4 separate regions of the Mus musculus genome follow, and regions 1, 3 and 4 are each linked to region 2. The links are chromatin contacts, called in public HiChIP or PLAC-seq and promoter capture Hi-C maps. All regions are on one chromosome and are shown on one strand. The core of a region is the stretch at or near the end of the contact, and the rest is flanking DNA. Distances in the headings are between cores, read along the strand shown.

Region 1 (3,195 bases), core at 478-2,977, 800 kb before region 2:
AAGGTGACTTTACACAGCAGACTCAGGCCAGACTCGGAAGTAGCAGACCGAGCCATTTCGCCCTCTCCAGCTTGGGGAGGTACCCCTCCGTGGGCTCCCCCGGCCGCCTGACCCTCGCTGCTGTGTCTGACCTGACTTTCTGTGGGGCTTGTGGCCGACGAGGCCAGAGTGATTCTGCGGCTCAGGGGCTGCGGATCGCAAGTTGATGGTGCTGGCGGTAGTTGTTTCCGAGGTTCCAGGGGCGTCGGAGGTGGGGCTGGGGCCCTCAGGACCGGGTCTTTTTCGGTCAGTTGCCGGGGCAGCGGTGGCAGCGGGCGGAGGCTTGGAGGGTCACCCTGACCACGATGGCTCGCCTCCAGAAGACCGCGGATCCGAGGCACTGAAGTGCCCGTGGGTTTTCGCCACTTAGATGGCGCAGGCAGCAGGGTCCCCACGGGGGGCGGGGGTGGTGTGGAGACCGCAGCCGCCTCCTCTGGAGGGGGTGTCACTGGCGAGGGCAGTTCTAAGGTCAGGGGCAGGGGCGAGGATGAGGCCTGGGGCTCCGGGGGTATCAGGAGTCCCGGGGGCCCGGAACTGCCAGGGAACCAGACGCCCAGCCCTCGAGCCAGGCGCATGGCAGGGGATGAGGGGGTCACCTCGGGCTCCACTAGAGGCGTCCTGCGGGAGTCGGAGGCGCGGTCTGAGGCCTGCTCTTTTCGGGAACCCCCGCCCGCGGACGGCTCCGACTGCACGTTCCCCATTTTTGAAGAAGGTCGGGGACTGTGGTTAAAAAAACTTTCACCAGTCAGTCGGCGGGTTCTGCGGGGACTCCACGGCTCAGGCTGTTCTTGGACTGCCCCTGTCTGCATTGGTCTGCCCTGTCCTCCAATATTATCTCAGCCCCCGGCTCTTAAGTCTTCAGTTCTCCGATTCGCCATGGTCACGCCCCCTTCCCCATGGTCTCAAGGCTGCAGTTCTTACTCTTCGAACCTAACTTCTTAGTGTACAAAGGCGCCAACCCTGATCCCTTGGATCACATCCCTAACACTTTTGCCACTCCCGGGATCTCCAGGCTCCAGGAGTCAGTCTCGCCAGCCTCTCTGTTGAAAGTTTCAAACCACATGGGTAATGATGGTTATGCCCAATAGCCAACAATGAATTCACGCTTCTCTTTCAACACTAGTCTAACCAGGCCCCGCCCCATTCTCTAGTCGCTCCTGATTGTCAAGAATCCGGCCATATCCTCGCCCCTCACCGCCCCGGATCAGGTCCGTCTCTGCCTAACAAATACCTGGGACTGTGATCTAATTAGTTCCCTAGTCCTTCAGTCCTAACCCTCCGATCACCCACCGTCTCTCTGTGTCGATCATTTGGATCCCTCCCTCTTCCTAGCCAGCAACAAATCCTCAAGCCTCTTAAACTTTTCCCGCTTGGCGTTTGTGACAGATCTTAACTTAGGCTCCACCCCTTTCCTAAAGCTCCGCCCAGCTCCGCCTCTTAAGTGGACCCAACTCACCGACTCCTCCAGCCGACCAAAGATCAGATCACTGCCCCGTGGGCCCAAGGCAGGGCGGGGAACGGCCGTAGCAGAAAATAACCGAAAAGAACGGGTGTGCGGGTGAAGGCAAGTGGGCGAGACAGCGAGGACGACCCCCGAGATCTAGGCCCCGCCCCGAGCTCGAGGCCCTGCCCCCTGCAAGCCAGCTTGAGTGCAGCCCTTCAAACCTGGATCACCCTTAGAAAAATACAGAAAACTCTTCATAGTGGGTAGGCAGGCCCCTTCTCATTAAGCCCCACCCCTTTATAATGCCACACCCCTCTCTCTTAAGCCCCTCCCCGGACCCCCACCCATGGCAAACACTTGCTACATAGCTCCTCCTTTTGAGCCTCTTATTTGACCTGTCACTAAGGAAATTTATGTCCAAGCTCCGCCTTGCTAAGTCCAGGCAGCATCTCTTTCTAAGACCCTGTCTTTCCTGGGATGGCTCAGAAGGTCCACCCGCCCGCCCCTTCCGTGACGCACCCTCTCAGTTCCTTCAGCGTCCAAACCTCCTTCCTTACTCAGGCTCCCAGGCCCCTCCCCTTTTCGAACCCTGCCAGGCATCCCGCCCCTCCCATTCAGAGCCCTGACCGTGGACCACCTTCTCTCTAGAACCTTGGGACCAGGGTCTATTTCTGTTCCCTTCTCATATCATCAGGGACCAACCGTTCAGATAAGTGGAAAAGTGGGGATTCCCTTCTGGGTCCCGAGAAAATGGGGGCTATAGATGTTCGTTGTAGCCCTAGCCGGGCTCTAGGACCCAGCGGGCATGTACGCCTGCCTTGCTTCTACCCCTCCCCCAAGCCGCCCCCTCCCCCACACACATCTTCCAGGTTCCCCCTCCCTCCCCCCTCGCCCCGGCTCCCGGTGCCCGTCTCCAGCGCCGCCGGAGCCAGTGAGGGAGCGGGAGAGAAGAGGAGGAGGAGGAGGAGGAGGAGGAGGAGGCCGCGTCGCCGCCGCTCGGAGCCCGGCCGGAGCCTCCCAGGCAGGTGCCCAGAGTGGCGAGGGGGCGGGGGGCTGACGAGACTGCCTGCCAGGGTGAGGGGGCAGCCTGGATCGCATCTGTAATCCTCTGCCCACCCTTGCACCCTGCGGACACAAGCTGGGAGAACAAGAGGGGTGGGGGCACCAAACTACGCGGTAGCCATTTGGGGTGCCAATCTCCATTTGGGGGTCCTGGACTTCTTCCGAGGATGCCCCATTCACAAAATTCTGTCGTGGACCCTCGCCATTGAGGAACTCTGATGACTACTCTCCCCGGGAAAATAGATGTGTGGGAGCATAGGACACCCCAAGATCTCAGTGCCCTATCTCAGCTAGGCCTTTGGGGGGGACCCCAGCCCTCTTTCCCCGCTTCACCTGTTGTTGGGGGAGGCGGGCGGACAAAGGAAGCAGTGTCACGTGACTGCTCATTCACAAAATCCCATCCCATTGAGAAAAGGGGGCTGGGGGCGCTGTGGCCGCCCCTTCCCCTCCTGAACGGCTGGGGAAACCCGACATCCTGCAGGTGGGGGAGGGGGCTAGAACTCGTTGCCTGGGCTCATAAGGTTGGGACTTCATGCTCCATGAGCCTGGGACAGTGGGGCTGAATGGTAATCCTGATTGCTGGGCGGAGGGCTACATCCCCTAAACTGGGGGCGGGGTAAAATGTTTCTGAAGGATGGCGGGGGGCGGGG
Region 2 (3,154 bases), core at 194-2,693:
CTGGTGTTCCCATGGCTCCTTCCCCTCCTCCAGGTGTCTGTCTGTTCAAAGATCTCCCCTGGGGCCGGAGAGATGGATCAGCAGTTAAGAACACTGGCGGCTCTGACAGAGCACCTGGTTTGATTCCCTGCACCATAACCCTCTGAAACTGCAGTTCCAGGGGATCTGCCGCCCTCCTCCAGTCTCTTTGGACACCAAGCATGAACATGGTACACAGACACACTTGCAGGCCAAACACCCATACACATAAAATAAAAACAGTCCATCCATGACAGCTATGATAATCTGCATCCCACCCTACTTATCCATACTTATCAGTAGCTAATCTAACGATACAGTTACACTCCCAGATGGTGAGGGAGCCAGGAGTTTAGGCCAGTCTGGGTAACATAGGGAAAGTCAAATTTTAAAAAAAAGTACTTAATTCGTAGACTTTCAGTACTCAGTCTCCTTAGTAAAAAGTCAAGTCCTCAGAGACAGAGGATACAGTTCCTAGTGAGTGGTCAGTAAAAAAAAAAAAAAAAAAAAAAAAAATCTGTTCAGAAACCTGTAGAAGACAAATATCCATAAAGAGTGTGTTGTAAGCATCCATCCATCCCTGGGATCTGAGATTTGGATTTTATCTGACGCCCAGGCCATCTAATAAGAGACGTTATTGCCCTCTGGCGACCAGAATAGAAACTGCAACTTTGGGACTGTTCCACAGACCATTGCAAAAAATTCACAAAGAAATGTTCATTCTTCAAAAATTCTGTAGTTTCCGGGTACAGTGACGCACGTCTTTAATACCAGTACTAGGGAGGCAGAGGCAGAGGCAGAGGCAGTGGCAGGCGCTCTCTGTGAGTTCGAGGCCAGCCCGGTCTACATAATGACTTCCAGACCAGCCAGAGAGTTACATGGTGAGACCCTGTCTCAAACAAGCCAAAACATTTGATTGAAATTATAAAATGTGAAGACTTCTAAACTGATGAGAGAACACCAGAAAAGAGGTAGATGAGTTAAAAAAAGAAGTGCTCCAGGTGAGGATCGAACTCACAACCTCGGCATCGCTTACGCCTAGCACTGACATATAAGTACCGCGCGCTAACCGATTGCGCCACTGGAGCTCCGGCCGCACCCTCGCGCCACAAAGTCCTTCAGTCAGTTGTAGTCGCAGGACTTTGTTGAACGGCTCGGCCCAACATTGCATATGCAAATATAAAGCCCGCCGATCGACCAATAAGAACAAGAGTGTGAGACTATTCCAGATTCTCACGCCTCCTGGGCCCTTGCTGTAAAAGGTAAAAAGTCCTCCCGGCTCTAGGCTCTTGGAATGTGGGCGGTGACTCGCCGTTGGAACCGCTTGCTTGCAATTATTCAGAGTAGGGGGCGGGGATTTTAAAAGCCTTTACGGGAGGGCGTGCCGGAAGGCGGCCCCTCCCCCCAGCAGGCGGGAACAGGATGTGAGCCGCGGCGGCGGCAAAGGGGAGGAGAAGCCTTGGGCGGCCGCCCCCCGCCCCACATCTGGGACCCGACTCTCCCCGCCCCAGATGCGGCGTTGCCGCTGCCCCCAGAGCCCCAGGACACTCATCCCGGAGCCCGAGGCGTTCATAGTCTTGGGCCCAGGCGTCCGGGAACTCTGTCCCGCGTTTTAAGAGACCCGCAAGTCCCGGCTCCCGCAGAGGGGCCGGGACCTCTGATGTCCAGCGCCCCCTCCTGGAGGAGCCCGGGGCTCGGGAAGTCAGCCCCGAGGCTGGAGGCCCGTCCCGTACCCGGCTTCGAAGACCGTAGGATCTGTGGCCGTGCATCCTTCCCACGGGGTCCCAACTCTGAGTCCAAGACCCCCTCCTGGAGCCACTTGGGGACAGGACCTCGCGCCTCGACTTAGGGCTGCAGCATCCATCACCTCCAGGAGACCGAGGAGTTAGCCAGTCCTTGCGGTCCCTCCCGGAGGTGACTTCACTCCTGCCCCTCGGGTTCTGGAAACTCTGGAATCCCGGTGCTCCCGACAACACACAGCCCTACCTAGAAGACTGAGGAGTTTGGGTCCCCAGCGCCCTGGTCTGAGACTCGAGTAGAGGGTTGCAGCATCTTCTATTTAGAACACCGAGACTTCGGACTCCGGATCCCAACTCTCCCCGGATTCTGGAGTCCGAGAACCCCAAGTTCACGACCTTAAGTCTGGGTTGTGAGCCTCCCCAGGGATCGCGCGTTACGGTCCAGACGCGCGGGACTCCCGACCCCAAGGCCCGTGGCTCCCCGGGAGGTGAGGGGAGCGAGGGGCCCGGGGCTGGGGGAGGGGGCGGCGCCGAAGCGGAACAATGAGGGGGCGTGCCGGCGGGGGGTAGCGGAGGCGCCGGCTGGAGTTGGGGGCTGCAACTGCACAGGGGAGAATCCAACGGTGGGGACCGCGGTTGGGGCGCCGAGGGACCGACTGGAGCTGGGTGGAGGACTCGGGGCCAGCGCCCCAGTACGCCGTCTTGGGCGGGGTAAGGAACAGTCTGTAGGACCCTGGCATCCGGTCCCCCAGCCTCCGCCCTCCCCTGGGACCCCGCGGCCTCTCCCGCCCACGGTTTTTCCCAGCCCTGCCCCTCGCCCTCAGCTTCAGCCTGAGCCTGAGAGTTCCCAGGATCCCTGAGCCTTGGGAGGGGGGCCCCCAGACAGATGGGACTTGCAGACTCAGGCACTTTTGCTGTCTTCGTTCTTTGTCTCAACCTTTTTCCATCTTTGGCTTGTATTCTCAGCCCCTTCTTCCTGTCACTTTGTATCTTCTTGGGGCCCCTCCTTGAGTTTAGATCAGCTTCCAGCACCCTATCTGTGAGTAGGAGCGGCCGAGAGACCGGTGAAGTCTAGTTCCCAAGAAGTGGGTCTCTTCTGTAGGTCGGAGTTGTGCCACTCAATCATGCCCGAGGGAGCCCGGGGATTGAGCCTGCCCAAACCCAGCCTTAGGCTCGGGTGTGGCCACCAAGGTGAAGTTTGCGACTGCGCAGCAGTGAGTGACACTCCAACAGGTGAGCAGCCCAGACAGGTGGAGCCTGTGGGCATTTGTCCCTTCCTTCAGGACAATGAGCATCCCTCTATAGCTGGCCTAGTGCTGAGCATGGCCAACATAGCCCAGCCCTGTCACCACGGAGGAGACTGCTAAGCTGAGAATTCAGGAGAAAGGAGTTGGACT
Region 3 (3,054 bases), core at 76-2,575, 700 kb after region 2:
ACTCACCTTCTGCATTCTATACATAGAAAGGCAGCATTCTAAAAACATGGTGCTGAGGATAAGTTAGAAAAATATATAGGCAGGTAGAGAAACGGCCTTCCTGCCAGGGTTGTTTCCTTCCTTAGAGAAAGGTTAGAAGGACAAATGCCTAGGCAAAATGTTAAGATGAGAGGACCCATAAGTCTTATAAAATGCTAAACACAGAGCCCTTGTAACGACTCCCAACTCAGCGATTGTCAGCTTGCCTCAATAAAGCTCCACACACGCACACCTTTGTCCCTCTCAGTCAGTTCTTTGCCTGTCCCACAAATAAACTCAACCAGAATCTTAGTTACCGTAGGGGGCAAAGATGGGTCAGCTCTAAAGGGCATATGCTGCTTTTGCGGAGAACCTGAATTTGGGTCCCCAGCACCCACATGGGGTGGCTCACAACCGCCTGTGACTGAAGTTTCCAGGAGATCCAACGCCCTCTTTGGGTGCGTGCACGCACGCACGCGCGCGCGCACACACACACACACACAATTTAAAAATACGATCACTGACAGTGTTTGTTTTTCAATTTTTCAATTTCTTTTAAACTGCCCTTGACTCTTGCTTTGCCATTTATAATTTAGCAATCTTGAACAAAGTGAGTTTGTTTCTCTGAGTCACCTGTAAATGAGGCTCTTCGTGAAGATTTAATGACATCATCTGAGCAAAGCCCCCACCCCCGGAAACCCCTCCTTTCAGCCCCCTCTCTCCAAACTGAAGCTCATTATAGGAGGCAGAAGAGTATAGACAAGTTCTTACTGCAGATGCCAGTGATCCCATAGCTGGTGAGGCAAGCAAATCTGGCTATGAAATCTTCGAGACAGTACACTTCGCCCTCCAGCCTGCTCCTGCCCAAAGAGGCAGCACAAGTCTGTGCGTTAACTTGCTCCAGTCACCCATTGCTCTCTGAAGCAGGTGGTTCAAGGAGCGCAATGGTCCACGAACGAACTACATTTCCCAGCATGCACTTCCAGCCAGGGACCCTAGAGACTATCCTGCGAACCTTGTCCGAACCGCTTTAGGAGTATCGGTCCGTAATCTCCATTCATTCAGCTCCTATGTTTCCCTTGGCTAAATGAGTCAGTTACCGTGAACTCCAACATGAACGGGTCTCCTGCAGGGCTTGTAGAAAGCGTTGGTTCATTCGCCCTGATAGGAGATAGGGCCTAAGGACCAGGGCTCATGTAGCCTGGGACGAACCCAAGGCCTCGCAGCTTGGGACTACAACTCCCAGGCGGCATCGCGGCGGCAGCATAAACACGTCACTGGACACCGCCAAGAGCCCCGGCGGGGAGAGGGACTTAGGGGGCCGACCAGGAGCCGGCTGAGGAGGATGGGGGCCGCCCACGCGTTCCTCGCGTGAGGAGGCCGAGGGGCGCGCCACCCCATCCCGGGGCGGCCGCCCCCGGGGCGCCGCCATCCCTGCCCGGCCCTGCGGTCGTGGCTGAGGATGCGGAGCCGGGGGCCGCCGGTGGAGCTGCGCGGGGTGAGAGGCGCGGGGAGGGGCGGCCGCTTGCTGCCCTCGGCCTCGGCCTCCGCCGGCGGGCCCCGCTCGACCCGGCCCTCCCTGCGCCCTGACATCGTTGGGGACAGGTGAACCTAACGCCTCTCCTGCACAGCCAAATCCGAGGGATCGGTCCTATCGTTTGAAAAAGGTGTTTTTTAGGTTTTTGGGGTTTTTTTTCTTTTTAATTCCTTCGCTCCAGCGGAGGCCCCTCCCCCAGCTATGGTCCCCAGGAGCCCCCCGGGGTCCGCAGGGACTGTCTCCCATCCCGGCCTCCCGGCCCCGCGCTCAGCATTCCGCGGGCAGCCTGCGTGAAGCGGCCTCCCGCAGCCCCCGGCCCCTCCCCCATGGAGGAGGAGGAGGGGGCGGCGGCCAGAGAGTGGGGCGCGACCCCCGCGGGGCCAGTGTGGACCGCCGTGTTCGACTACGAGGCGGTGGGCGACGAGGAGCTGACCCTGCGGAGAGGCGACCGCGTCCAGGTGCTTTCCCAGGACTGTGCGGTGTCTGGAGATGAGGGCTGGTGGACAGGGCAGCTGCCCAGCGGCCGTGTGGGCGTCTTCCCCAGCAACTACGTGGCCCCCGCTGCACCCGCCGCACCCTCAGACCTCCAGCTGCCACAGGAGATCCCCTTCCACGAGCTGCAGCTGGAGGAGATCATCGGTGTCGGGGGCTTTGGCAAAGTCTATCGCGCCGTATGGCGTGGAGAGGAAGTAGCGGTCAAGGCCGCTCGGCTGGACCCTGAACGGGACCCGGCAGTGACAGCGGAGCAGGTCCGCCAGGAGGCCCGGCTCTTTGGAGCCCTGCAGCACCCCAACATCATTGCCCTGAGGGGCGCCTGCCTCAGCCCCCCAAACCTCTGCCTGGTGATGGAATATGCTCGGGGAGGTGCATTGAGCAGGGTACTGGCAGGTCGCCGGGTCCCCCCTCATGTGCTGGTCAACTGGGCTGTGCAGGTGGCTCGGGGCATGAACTATCTACACAATGATGCCCCTGTGCCCATCATTCACCGGGACCTCAAGTCCATCAACAGTAAGTGGTATCCTCTCTCCCAAAACTCTTCCGCTGAATCTTATGAGGCCAAGCCCAGATCGTTGGAAAGGGCAATGGACAGCAGATGGCACTGCATGGGGCAAGCAGGGCCAGGTGAAGGGGGACTTTGGTTGTATTAATAAGAAAAGGGAAGCTCAGAAAGGTCTCTTTCATTCAGTAGGTCAATGATGGTGTATCCATGGCACTATGACAGTCCCTGTGTTCATTGCCACTTGCAGAGTCTGTCCTCATGATGCCCACAACCTGATCGTGGCATTGGAGTCTACCAGGCAGAGATGGACAGAGCTGGCTTAGTTGAAGCCAGGGCTTCCCAAGCCTGTCACAAAGGTTAACCTTTGTGGTCTTGTCATTGGCAGAGCGATTGTTCTGTGCACTTTATGTTGTTTGGTGGCCTTAGGGCTCTATGCACAAGAGGTCATTAGTACTCTGCAACCCTGCTCCCAACTATCAAAACCAGAAATGTCTCCAAA
Region 4 (3,234 bases), core at 171-2,670, 630 kb before region 2:
TCTAGGCTGTGGAAACCTCCTCTCCACACCAGCAGCCTCTCCTATTCCCCATTCGTCCCTCCACCACCATACCTGGGGGAGCAGAGCAGACGGAAGGTGAGGGTGGGGTCTCTCAGCTCCTGCAGCGGCTGTAGAGAAAGTGTGTCTGTGTGTGTGCGGAGAAGTAGGGCCTTCCCTCTCCCTACAGACACGGCTTCCTCAGGGTAAGTCTAACCCCAGACCCACTCATGAAGCTGTGTGACTTTGACAAACATGTGACTTAACTGCTCTGTGTCCAAGACTACTAACCTGCAAAGTCGCCGCGCCCTATCGGATAGGCAACTGTGAAGGGTGGGTAAGTCAGGAACCAGGGAGCCGGTACGATGTGTGCCCTGAAGCTTCCCTACACGAGTCCCTGTCCTGACCCAGGGCTTCTCCAAGCCCATTTAAAGGATGTGAAGGTTGAGGATGAGGGCAAGGGAGTGGTGTGAACTGAAGGAGCCTACCTGTTTCAAGCCTGGAGCCCACACCTGAACTCCATGCTTCCAGAAGGCCTCGAGTCGATCTTCAACCATAGCTAGAGAGGAAGCAGTTCCCTGTGACCTGGAGGTCACAGAGCTCCCACTCTTGACCCTGGACCCTCCCAACTAACACATACCCACAGCCTCGACCGCTTCTGTCATGGGGATCTCAGGGGTGCGGAGCCCAGGAGCTGGTGCCCCCTCTGGGGTCACTAGCTTTAGAGAGCCTGAAGGGAAGTGGAAGGAAGGCTTTGAGCACAACGTCCTGGGCTGAGGACCGGAAAGGGAAGGGAGGAAGGCTCTTACCATCCATCAACACCATCACCATGTCTTCCTTTACTTGGATCACCTGCACTGGTCCCTTGTGCTCTGCGCGAGAGGCAGGGGCTTAAGAACTAACTGCCTAGCTCTGTTCAGCTAGCACCCCTCAGGTCCCTGCCTGCCACGTGCGCTCCACCCTGCCACGTGCGCTCCACCCTGTTATGACCAGTCAAGGAAGACCACACACCCTGTTCCATCTCTTTCTCGGTATCGGGTTCGGGCATAGCCCTGCCCAACCATTCTGCCCTTCCCCTTCCCTGGTGCCCTAACCTGTAGTCCCATCCTTGATTGGCCCCTTCTCACAAGCCACATCCTTTCCAGAAACCATGCCCCTTTTCTGAAGCTCCGCCCTCTTCCCTAGGCCCCGCCCCTTCCCTGCAGCCTGAACCCCGCCCTGCAGCCCCGCCTTGGTCTGCAACTTTTCCCTATTGTCCTCTTTCCTGAAGCACTACCTTTCCAGGACTGCCTTTTCCCTACAGCCCCTCCTTCCCCGGCAGCGTCTCCCTTCCTAGCATCCTTGCCTCTTAGGGGCAAGGCCCACTCACCCGTGCTGGAGTCGTCCAGCCAGCAGGACAGCGCACCGAAGCGCACGGTGTGGAAGAGCACCGACTTTGCCGCCTGCCCCGGGCTCACGCCGATGCACACAGCTGGCAGCTCGGAGCCCGGCGTTGTCAGCAGCGTGAACACCGGCAGCGGCGTGGGCAGCGGGAACAGCACCTGCTGCAGGCCCGCGCGGGGAAGAGCGATTCAGGGAGGCTCTGAGACCGGGGGTGGGGTGGGGGACTAGGTGGGGAGTCCCTCGGAGATTTTCAGGCTTCTTTAGAAAGAAGCAAAGTGTGCTTCTAGAGTAAATGTGGCTTTGTCTGGAGGCGTGTCAACCTGGTGACGGAAAAGCAGGAACACCCCCTACACACACACACCAGGCCAACAAAACCACTTTAGACTCAAAGGGACAGACCCTTAGAGACTGAAGAATAATTAAGTTGTTCAGATGTGAGGGACGGGGCTTAAATATCAGGAAGTGGTTTTCTTTTTAACGATTTACTTATTTTTATTTTATGCGCTTGGTGTTTTGCCTGCATGTATGTCTGTGTGAGGCTGTTGAGTCCCCTGCAACTGGAGTTTCAGACCGTTGTGAGCTGCCATGTGGGTGCTGGGAACTGAACGTGGGTCCTTTGGAAGAGCAGCCAGTACTCTCTTAATCGCTGAGCCATCTCTTCAGACTCTCGGGAAATTTTCAAAATGCCTCAGGATGGGAAGGGAGCAACGACATGGACTGGCGGCTGGGGGGGGGGGGGGGCATCCCATTCTTTATATAAGCGCTAATGGTGGATGGAGCACCCTCGCTCTACAGACTTACCCGGACAAGCAAGAATTTGTTCATTGGTTGGTACCACTGGAGCAAAACCACAGACGTCTCCAATGCCCCACATAAGAATGGGCCCCCAGAGCTAGCACTCTCAGCTGTGGAAGTGGACAAGAATGGGTCAGGTCAGGGTCCCTGTCTCCCTCTAGGATCCCCCAGTATCTCTCCAAGGGTCCTGGACACCATGCCTCAACCTTATTGAGTAGACACTGGCCAGGCACCAGCCCGCCCCATCACTCTGCACCCGGAGGGAAGCTGGCTCTCACCCACACAGCAAGCCCGGCAGCCTTTGGTGTCCTGGATCTTACTGGAGACCATGTTCTTTCTGGAGGAGGAGGAAGAGGAGTGAGGGGCTGCGCGGGCGCACTGGGGGCAGGGAAGCCAATGGCGCCCTGTGGGGCTCCTACCTTGCCAGTAACCGGTGAGGGCTAATGTGAGCAATGGGGCTTCCCGTTCTGCCGTCTTTCCTTTCAAGCAGGCCCAGGATGCTATGAGAATACAGGTAGGGTGTCTTCCCTGCAGTGTGTGTATGAGAGCGGGAGTGTCAAGCAGTTAGAGGACCCTTGCCATCTCTTTGTCTCCCAGCCCGCTGAAACTTCCCAACATGCAAACCCCACTTTCCAGTCACACAGTTCCCAGTCTTGAGACTTGAAAGGACCAGTGTGGTCCAGGCATCACCGTGATCTGCTTAGGAAAACAGAGCAGAATAGGTCGCCTGCCCTCATAACGCTGCTGCACCGGCAACAGGAGTGAGGTTTACCCAGCCCATGAGGTTGCACCTGAAGTTTATTTTTTTGGTGCTTGTGTCTCAGGTCCAGGCTGACCTCTAACTCCCCATGGAGCTGAGGCTGGTCTTGAACTCCCATCCTCCTGACTCTACACCTGGCACATATTTCAAAGTTTAACAGAAAAACCTACCTAAGCCAGGATTGGTGGCACCTGCTCATAGTCTCAGAACTTGGGAGGCTGAAGCAAGTGAGTCACTCTAAGTTTGAGGCTAGCCAGGGATAGACAGTCTCAAAAAAAAAAAAAAAAGGAGGGGAGATG

What was found. HiChIP or PLAC-seq counts read pairs in DNA pulled down with a chosen protein or histone mark. Capture Hi-C pulls out chosen DNA fragments and counts their contacts.
Region 1: a promoter capture Hi-C map of liver shows a contact between it and region 2, with 2.5 times the contacts expected there. The contact joins the promoter of Ggn here to the promoter of Plekhg2 in region 2. A contact is called at or near these places in 1 of 39 promoter capture datasets (liver), 3 of 484 Hi-C or Micro-C datasets (cardiomyocytes, myocytes and nephron progenitors), 4 of 115 datasets of contacts at active chromatin or transcription factors (bone marrow-derived macrophages, memory CD8 T cells, pro-B cells and 1 more) and 2 of 9 other capture datasets (adipose tissue and liver).
Region 3: a contact with region 2 is called in an H3K27ac HiChIP or PLAC-seq map of embryonic stem cells, with 2.5 times the contacts expected there. The contact joins the promoter of Map3k10 here to the promoter of Plekhg2 in region 2. A contact is called at or near these places in 1 of 39 promoter capture datasets (cranial neural crest) and 2 of 115 datasets of contacts at active chromatin or transcription factors (embryonic stem cells and memory CD8 T cells).
Region 4: a contact with region 2 is called in an H3K27ac HiChIP or PLAC-seq map of thymic regulatory T cells, with 3 times the contacts expected there. The contact joins the enhancer-like site here to the promoter of Plekhg2 in region 2. A contact is called at or near these places in 2 of 39 promoter capture datasets (cranial neural crest and pre-B cells), 3 of 115 datasets of contacts at active chromatin or transcription factors (large pre-B cells, memory CD8 T cells and thymic regulatory T cells) and 1 of 9 other capture datasets (adipose tissue).

What each region holds. Positions count from the first base shown.
Region 1 is chr7:29,168,742-29,171,936 of GRCm38.p6, reverse strand. Ggn (gametogenetin) reads right to left here and starts at 1,727. Exons shown (of 3, transcript NM_001358852.1): 1 at 1,496-1,727; 2 at 1-759. The coding sequence starts at 740. It also overlaps a transcript of Spred3 not described here.
Region 2 is chr7:28,370,951-28,374,104 of GRCm38.p6, reverse strand. Plekhg2 (pleckstrin homology domain containing, family G (with RhoGef domain) member 2) reads left to right here and starts at 1,443. Exons shown (of 19, transcript NM_138752.2): 1 at 1,443-2,245; 2 at 2,860-2,990. The coding sequence starts at 2,882. n-TIaat16 (a tRNA gene) reads right to left here and starts at 1,106; the gene lies at 1,012-1,106.
Region 3 is chr7:27,672,852-27,675,905 of GRCm38.p6, reverse strand. It overlaps Map3k10 (mitogen-activated protein kinase kinase kinase 10), which reads left to right and starts at 1,325. Exons shown (of 10, transcript NM_001290528.1): 1 at 1,325-2,563. The coding sequence starts at 1,882. It also overlaps a transcript of Zfp607b not described here.
Region 4 is chr7:28,999,242-29,002,475 of GRCm38.p6, reverse strand. Map4k1 (mitogen-activated protein kinase kinase kinase kinase 1) reads right to left here. Exons shown (of 32, transcript NM_008279.2): 24 at 2,595-2,703; 25 at 2,454-2,512; 26 at 2,182-2,285; 27 at 1,367-1,541; 28 at 807-869; 29 at 638-727; 30 at 486-556; 31 at 73-128. Among named protein-coding and RNA genes, the nearest start is that of Map4k1, 18 kb to the right of the region's middle. Within about 2 kb of position 1,420, at least 157 of the 459 cell types and tissues checked have an H3K27ac peak or open chromatin away from gene starts, as enhancers often do. A contact at or near this core is called in memory CD8 T cells and thymic regulatory T cells, where this site is marked.